2 separate regions of the Mus musculus genome follow, and region 1 is linked to region 2. Evidence: chromatin contacts called from public Hi-C data. All regions are on one chromosome and are shown on one strand. The core of a region is the stretch at or near the end of the contact, and the rest is flanking DNA. Distances in the headings are between cores, read along the strand shown.

The links. Hi-C and Micro-C count contacts between places; a contact is called where the count stands out from the background.
Region 1: a Hi-C map of liver shows a contact between it and region 2, with 2.4 times the contacts expected there. The contact joins two enhancer-like sites. A contact is called at or near these places in 5 of 484 Hi-C or Micro-C datasets (erythroblasts, granulocyte-monocyte progenitors, liver and 2 more) and 2 of 115 datasets of contacts at active chromatin or transcription factors (neural progenitor cells and pancreatic cancer cells).

The regions. Positions count from the first base shown.
Region 1 is chr1:71,936,761-71,940,885 of GRCm38.p6, reverse strand. No RefSeq gene overlaps it. Among named protein-coding and RNA genes, the nearest start is that of Gm28818, 40 kb to the right of the region's middle. Within about 2 kb of position 2,760, at least 66 of the 459 cell types and tissues checked have an H3K27ac peak or open chromatin away from gene starts, as enhancers often do. A contact at or near this core is called in liver and uterus, where this site is marked.
Region 2 is chr1:71,721,568-71,725,792 of GRCm38.p6, reverse strand. No RefSeq gene overlaps it. Among named protein-coding and RNA genes, the nearest start is that of Gm30160, 4.7 kb to the left of the region's middle. Within about 2 kb of position 2,267, at least 28 of the 459 cell types and tissues checked have an H3K27ac peak or open chromatin away from gene starts, as enhancers often do. A contact at or near this core is called in liver and uterus, where this site is marked.

The sequences.
Region 1 (4,125 bases), core at 1,511-4,010, 210 kb before region 2:
GGCTTCTGAGATCAATTTGTGGGTCCTTTGACCCTCGGGAAGCCACTGGTTAGTGTCCTCACAGCATTTTGGGAGTTGGCTAAAAAAATACACATAATGCATTATTTCACAGAAAATATGAGTGTGTGGGAACTGAGGGGGCAGGGCATTCATGAGTAACACGCTTGGTGGACACATGAGATCAGCGTCTTCCCGTCCTCACCGCTCTGAAGAAGTAGTGGTGGGTGGACAGAGGTGCGGTAGTGGGGCGCAGCAGCTGGAACACAGAAGAAACAGTCATCTTGGCCATATTGAAACCTAATTTGCCACAGGCATGAGGCTGCCCAGGCATTGGGTACCCAAGGCCTCTTAGTTTCAGCTAAAATTGCCTTCTTTTTCTTTTTCTTAAACAATTTTTGAGATTTTAATTTATCTCTTATTTTTATTTTGTATATATGAGAGTTTTGCTAGCATATTGATGCACCACATGCTTGCTGTGCCCACAGAGGCCAGAAGACAATATCAGATCTCTGGGACTAGAGTTTAGGTAGTTATGAGCCACTGTGTAGGTGCTAGGAATGGAACTAAGGTTCTCTGGAAGAACTACCAGTGTTCTTAACTGCTGAGCCATCTCTCTAGTCCACTTTGAAATTTCAAGAGAAAAGTCCACAGTAACTCACATTTATGTATGTATGTATGTATGTATGTATGTATGTATGTATGTATTTATTTTTGCGACAGTCTCTCTACATAGTCCTGGAATTCATTTTCTAGACAAGGCTGGCCTCGAACTCACAGAGATCTACCTGCCTTTGCCTCCCAAATGCTAGGATTAAAGGTGTGTGCTACTCTGCCTGGTGATTCAGTAACTTAAATATATATATCAAACTTCCCTTGAGCATCAAAGTAATTGTTTAACAACAGATTGATGCAAATTTGAAATATATGAATTAGAGCAATTTGGAATTTATTTTGTTAGAATGATCCATGACCTTTAAGTTTGAAGAAACCATGAAATCTTGGATATTTAGCTTGTTTTTCCTCTGATATTTTCTAATTTAGAAGATGCAAAATCCCACCTGATACCACCATAGCAGCAAGTGTGTTGAGCACTCATATTATCTATCTATCTATAAATTATTAGTTCTCCTGAATGTCTAGCGTGGGAGATTTTCATTTAAGAAGAAAGAGAGTCCATGATAGCAACCTAACATTTTGCTGGGGCCTCTGGAGTGACTTCCAGTGGTGGCTCTGAAGGACAGAGTAATGGGACCTGACAGTCACCGTCCTCTCCGAGGTCACACTAAATGTCATGATGCTCACCATGGAGTAGGTTCTTTAACAAGAGTAAGGTGAATTGCTCTCTCTTTGCGCATCTTGTGCAAAGTATGAACAGAAGCGGCAGAAGCAAGAGTGAGAGAGGTAGGGAGGGAGGGAGGGAAGGGGGAAGGGAGGGAGGGAGGGAGGGAGGGAGAGAGAGAGAGAGAGAGAGAGAGAGAGAGAGAGAGAGAGAGAGAGAGAGAATATTTTTTTAAGGTCTACCTGGGACAGGGTGAAAGGTGATTTATTGTATTCCAGCAGACAGAAGTTTACCACTGATGTTTTAAGCACTAAAAGACCCGTTCACACAATCGGGGAGGGGCCACATGACTTTAGGCTTTATTTTAAATACACATCCCTCACGTTTGTAAGACTATTTTTCTCCAGTTATCACAGTGATTATCCTAGAAAGAAAAGGGGTTTAAGGAATGATGGAGAGAACAGGGACAAGTGAAGAGTTGGGGAGCCCTGCTTATTTCCAACCTGTCTAGGACAGGAAGAAAATCATGACGCAAAGTCTATAGGGCAGGAGGTTAGTGTGCTACGGGTGTTTCGTGGAAAGAGATTAGGGGGCACCTACTGGGGCAGAGAATCTACCTAGGGCTTCCTAGCCAAGGAACCAAAGATTTTCTCAAACATCGACTTCTCTCTCTCATGCCAGCGGAAGATCCACTTTGTAACATCTGTAAACGTAGTTTCATGCAGACAGTCCTATGTAGGGGTTACTCAACCTCCTGTTTTTACTTTTGAGTCCTGGCCGGGCCATCAATCACCGTCTTCATTGTTTGGGAGGACTTTCAGTTGCACAACTTTCTGGGCACGCCTTAATTCAACCAGACACAGTGGAAATCATTGCAATTCTGCTTTCAAATGTTTGTGGTTGGTGCGTATCTTTTAACCAGCACTTCCCCCACTTGAAAATGTTTAACTAATAGTTCATAATAAATCTGAAAAAGGGAATTCTCCTCATACCCCTCCTACCTCTCTCTCTTCCTCTTTTTCTCTTCCTCCTCCCTCTTCTCTCCCTCCTCCTTCCTCCTCCTCTCCTGCCTCCTTCCTCTCTCTTTCTCCTTGCCGTTATCTTTTGAGCCACAAAACGGCCAACTAACTGGCTTACAGCAGGGCAGCATTGAAGGTTCCCCATTCTGTGCAAACACCTTTGGAGCGAATCCTGTGGCAGGGAAGAGAGAGCAATTAGCTTCCTGAAGTCTCAGCCGGGTCTGTTAATGAACGCTGCTGGCACTGTAATTTACAGATGGGATTATGACATTCCCACCTCTACTCAGGTCCTGCTTCCTCAACTCTCAGAGGTGAGGAGATGATGAATGAGTTAATATTTGTTCAAGGATTTGCAGAAAAGCAGCGTCTTAAAAGCTGCCGCAAATGGCGCTTCTACGCAGTTCCCTCTAAGTGAGAGCAAGAGAAGGAGACTGGAGCAGGACACCAGGCTGCTCTTTGCACTCTGCACACCGCTGGGACACAGAGGCCTCTTGCCTGCTCATGGCAGTACTTGTTCATGTGATGTTTATAGGACGTGGGAGGCGCAGTTAACAGCTTTCCTCACGGACTCCATCCAGTATCTTCTGGGAGCATCTCCTTAGCCTCTGCCCTCAGAACCTGCCTCAGGCCCAGTGCTCATGAACCTTCATCAGAATTTCCCATCAAGTGAAAAATTCTTTCGAAAGGTCCTTTAGGGCCCAGTCAGATGACGGAGTAACTGCTTTGAGAAAGTAATTTAACCCAGTGCATTAACCATGGCAAACTTCTCAGAGAATCTTCTTCAAAGGTCAGTATATTAACAATAATAAATCCAGAAGAGGGAGAATGGTCAGGACAGTGTCTCTCATCAAGTCTTGAGCATGCGTGAAAGTCTGTGCAGAATTCAGGTATTGTCTAAATTCTCACAGACATCTTGGGAGTGGGAGTTATGTTTATTTTGCTTGTGGGGTGACAAATCCAGAGACATTCCTTAACCTGCCTTAAGTCACACAGCTGGGAAGCAGCAGGGCCGAGATTCACATCACCAAGTCTTGGGCTTTTACGTTTATAAACTCAAGGCATACAGGAGAGGCTCTTATCCCTAAGACCTTGCATATGCTTTTCACGTAGAAGATACACAAACTCTTACTAAGTACACTGAGTTTAGTTATCCTCTGTATGATGCTGGAAATCTCACCTTTCCAGGGCAAACATTTTAAGTAAACAGAGAAAGGTCTGGGAGTATAGCTCAGCAGTACATTGCTGGCCTGTGCTGCTCTCTCTGTGACCAGCACTGCTGTAACAACAATCTACTTTACCCTCCCCGCCAGCATACACACACACACACACACACACACACCCCTCAAACAAAGCACAAAGAAATGAGCTGTGCTTGTATGGAAGCTGTGGTGGATCAAGGGGAGATAATGTGGGAGTTGAAGATTCTCTCACTCATCAACTGAGAATTACCAAGGAACACCCCCACCCCCACCCCAGCTCCTCCAGCCTTTGAAGTCAGATGGAATCAACAAGTACCTGGCTACATGAAAGGCTATCTGTGTTTGGCAGATCTCTGAGAACCTTTTAGCAGCCAACTAAATGGTCAGCATTTGTTAAGCACAAAGACTTCCTGGCCTAGGAGGAAACACGGATCATGTCTTCAAGGGATGCTCACACTGATAAAGGACCCTGAGAACTTCCGATGCCTGTATCCATTTCAGGCACGCCCTGGACCACAAAGGGGAACCTCTGGAAGTGAAGTTCTGAGGGGAGCTGGCACTCCTTGATGGCAGTTTTTAGTTGATGACAGTTGATTCTCTTTCTTTAGGTGAAGTTCCCATATCCTCC
Region 2 (4,225 bases), core at 1,018-3,517:
TCAAAGCTGGATGGCTGACCTTAGGTTACCTCTCTTCTCTTTTCCCAGTTAAGTGCTGCCAGTCTCTTCAACCCTTTTGTTTCAGTGCAGTTTGCCAATGCATTACTATTCCGTCTCCTCTGGATCTTCCAAAATTGAGGCGTTCCAAATTGAAAACTGTTTTCTTGTTGTAATACGACTAGTACTGAGTAGGGAAAGTACCATCTATTTGTCCATCCACTCATTGGCTAAGTTATTATGAAGTGTCTCTCCCCGATCCCCACCCCATACATCAAAGGGACCAGGTGCATCTTGCCACTATAGTTGCTGGATTTCAGAAAACACAAAGCAAGGCGCGTCATAAGGCCATGACTTCAGCAGTGAAAGAATTTCTCAGATGGGAGAAGGGCCGAGTGCCAGGTAACAAGCAATGTGTGGCCAGTTAGCTAATCCATCACCTATGAAACTTCGTTTTTGCCTTTTTATGCGCTTCTTATCAAGTCCTGCCTCTCTCTCATGTGCCTTTGCATATGCATGGGCATATGTGTATATGTGTGCCTGTGTGTATTTATGTGAAACCTGCAAGGCATTTTTTTATAGGCACATCTTTTTTATTTTATTTATTTGGTGGTGTTGCTGTCTTCAGACAAACCAGAAGAAGGCATCTGATCCTATTGCAGATGGTTGTGAGCCACCATGTGGTGACTGAGAATTGAACTCAGGACCTCTGGAAGAACAGTTAATGCTCTTAACCACTGAGCCATCTCTCCAGCCCCGCACATCTTTCCTTAAATCTTAAAAAACAAAACAAAAAACAAAAAACAATGTATACAAGTGTGAGGAGATCTAGTCAGCCTTGGGTGTCAGTCCTCACTATCTGCCTTGAGACAGAGTCTCCTGTTTTCTGCTATGTATTTCCAGGCTGGTCCAGGAGTGCAGATTTCTTTCTCTCCATCCTTTCACTTGATATAGGAGCACTGGACTACAGGGCATAGTGGGTTTTGGGGGAAGCTGTTTATTCACTGAGCTGTCTTCTCAGCCCCTGTTTCTCCAGTTTTAAATATGCAAAACTTCTTCATTAAATCTTCCATTTTGCTTATTTTGTTTCACGAAAGAACCAGACTCATGAAATTCTCCACATGTTAAAGTAAGAAACTTGGTGTTTAAAGCGCCTCTGGTTCCTCCACCTCCCACTCTTGGGCTCTCAGCTCTGCCTGGTAACTTTGTTGCTTCCTTTCTTCCCTCCATGTCGCCTGTTGTTTCTCTCTTAAGTAGTAAATGTAACAACCCGAGCACAGTTGAAAACATCAGATAGGAACAATGACTTTAGGTGCCTATAACCTCCAAACTGTGAAGCCATAGAGAAGAAAGGGAAGGTTATCAAATGATCAAAAAAAAAAAAAAAAAAAAAAAAAAAGACACAGCTTCTTGGACTGAAATTTTCAACAGTGCAAAATTTGAGATGTTTTTCTTTCTGAGATGAGCTGTGAGTTGTGTTTCATCAAAAGTAAAGAAGTTACTTTTGAAAATTGTCTCCACAGCTTAGGGAAGAAAAAAAGCCTAGATTCCCTACTTCAAAAGGAGCTCTTTATTAGTGTGTCTACTTGAGAAACAAACCCGGAGTCAGAGAGGGTAGACAGAGCCTTCCTAATTCAGACAAGCAGCAGCAGGCAGGCAGAGTCACCGCCAACCTGCTTGGCAAATTAGTGTTCGAAAATATTATGTCTCAAATGTAGGAAGTCTGCAGGCAGAGTGTTTGCGGTGTTATCAGACAAGAATCTCTGTGTACCTGGACTTAGTGTCCACTTCTCTTCAAACCCAAGGCTTTGCACTGAGTTATGTCAACATATGACTCAAAAGGGCCGGAAAGGGAAAAACAGGCACAAAGAGGGCTGTGGAGACAAGCGCAAATAAAAACATAAGCCAAAGTAAGCCTGCTTGTTCTGAGAACTGGGAGCGCTTCTTTTTGAACCAAAAGTGGAAAAAATAAATAAATGGACTCTATACATTCTAGTGACCTTTGTCTCATCTCAAGGGAATAAAAATATATAAAGAAAATATTCTAATATTCTAAATGATAAGTAAAATTTCCTTTTAATCCATACTGTCTCTAGAAAATGCTAGGTATGGGGTATGGGGCATGGCTCATGTAAGTGCTTGCTGTGCAAGCATGAAGACGCCCTGAGTTCAATATAGAGAATTCACATGAAAAAGCCAGATGGGGCAGTGTACACCTGTCATCCTCGGAATGGAGCTCACCGGCCGGCCAGCTTAGTCTGACTATGACGCTCCAGGCCACTAAAGTGAAAGAATCTGAGAAACTCTATGTGAGAGTGTCTGTCAGTCTCCATGTGCACATGCATGTGTGTGCACAGACATGCTCACACACACTCCTCTCCCCTAGATATTAGTTATGCATAGTATAGTCTCTAAGCGCCATCAGGAATTGGTGCTAATTTTACTGAACAGTTTATATATACAACTCTTCCAACGTTAAAACAGTGAGAGATAAATGATTGACAGGGACTGCTCCTGCTAGCATGAACCTCCCTGAGAAGCACTATACAGATAACAGGCACTAATATTTGCCTCAAATATTATGTGGTTCATTCTAGTACCATGCATACTTCCTCATTTAAATGAACTTATGTGTGTTAAAGGAGTACTTTTGTAAAATAGGAACCCTTTTATGTGGCCAACATTATGACCACCAGAAATGCTGACTACTAAGAAAAATATTTTAATTTTCTTTCTAGCATACAATAGTAATTATATCTTAACAAAAATGCAATTATTTCCGTTTGCTTTTAAGTGTCACTGTTGAATAAAGGCTCTGAGCCTGCTGGTCAGAGACTGAATTGAAAGTGACTTTTAAATAAAGCCCATAACTTACTGTGTGGACACAAGAAAGGCATTTACATAGCTATAAGATGAGCTAATCCCAGAGATGACAGAAAAAGGAAAGAATGATCAAAATACTTGGAAAATTTGATCTGCTTTGCTTGACAGCTTAGAAAACCCAATATTCTCTGCCTTAATATAATATGAAGTTATGCAATAATCTGCAACACATATAATAAACTCCTCAGTCTCAATTTGTCTGGCTCTAGAGATACAACTGATCGTGTAAAGGTTTGAATGCAAATGGGAGACATGAAAGACTGGATGTGGGTGGGCAGATGGCAAACTCTATTCAATTAAGCAAGACTGACTTCAGCATTCAACCAATTTAAAATTCTAATTGGAATCTAACAAGACATTTTTTCCTCCTCCTCCCTTTTATCCTCAAAATATCAAATCTAATATTTTTCACGTTCTATTGTATCTTAGGCAAGGTTCCTAAATATTTCACATATGTTCCTAGTGACATTTTGTACTCAGAAAGGGTAATGAAATGTTAGCGATTGTGAAATGCTAACGATCCAGGCATGCTATGTAATAACAATTCGTGTTTCTCAATCTGATAAACTGAGAAGGTCAAAAAAATGTGACTTTTCTTATTTTAACCAGACAATTATGGCATAAAATGAGCTGCTAGCTAGTCCAGTGTCTTCTCTATGACTTCTATTATAGAAGTGGTTTAACAACTTGCAAATGAAGAGATAACAGTGAACTAGTCTAAAGGCAGAATCTATTGCATATGTAGAACATCCCTATGTTAGCTTGATGAAGAGAAGATCAACTTTTCCACGATGGCAGCATCAGAACTGGGTTACTATCCCACTAGCTTGATGCACACTGGATGGTAAAGTCGATGGCTCACAGAACTCATCTTTGCTGAGGACTCTATCTATGCACTGATAACAGAATAGAGCCTTTCTGTCTAAAAGATACATTGTTTAAGATAGGATTTGCATTGGAATGGAACATGTGTTTTGAAGGACCATGCTAACATTCATGAGAACATCTCAAGAGAAGAAGAAAAAGGTTTAAGACAAATGTGGTGGGAAAGAAGACCAAAATCACCAGAAGGTCATGGAGAGCTAGTCTCCAGTCCTAGAAACTAGTCTATCTCTTAGTTAGGACCCAAACAGATCCCATTTTTGAGGTGGCTTTTATAGAGCAAATGAGAAGAATTTCTGCCTGTGGAATAGCTCTCTGCTTTGCCTGTGGAAAAAGACTTTCATTTATGATGTGGTCCCTATGGGCACTCAACGTTTCTTTATAGTAGGTAGCAGGATACATGGATGGATGAACGACACCCTGAATGTTTGGACACTACCCAGAACAAACTATGGCTTTTAGA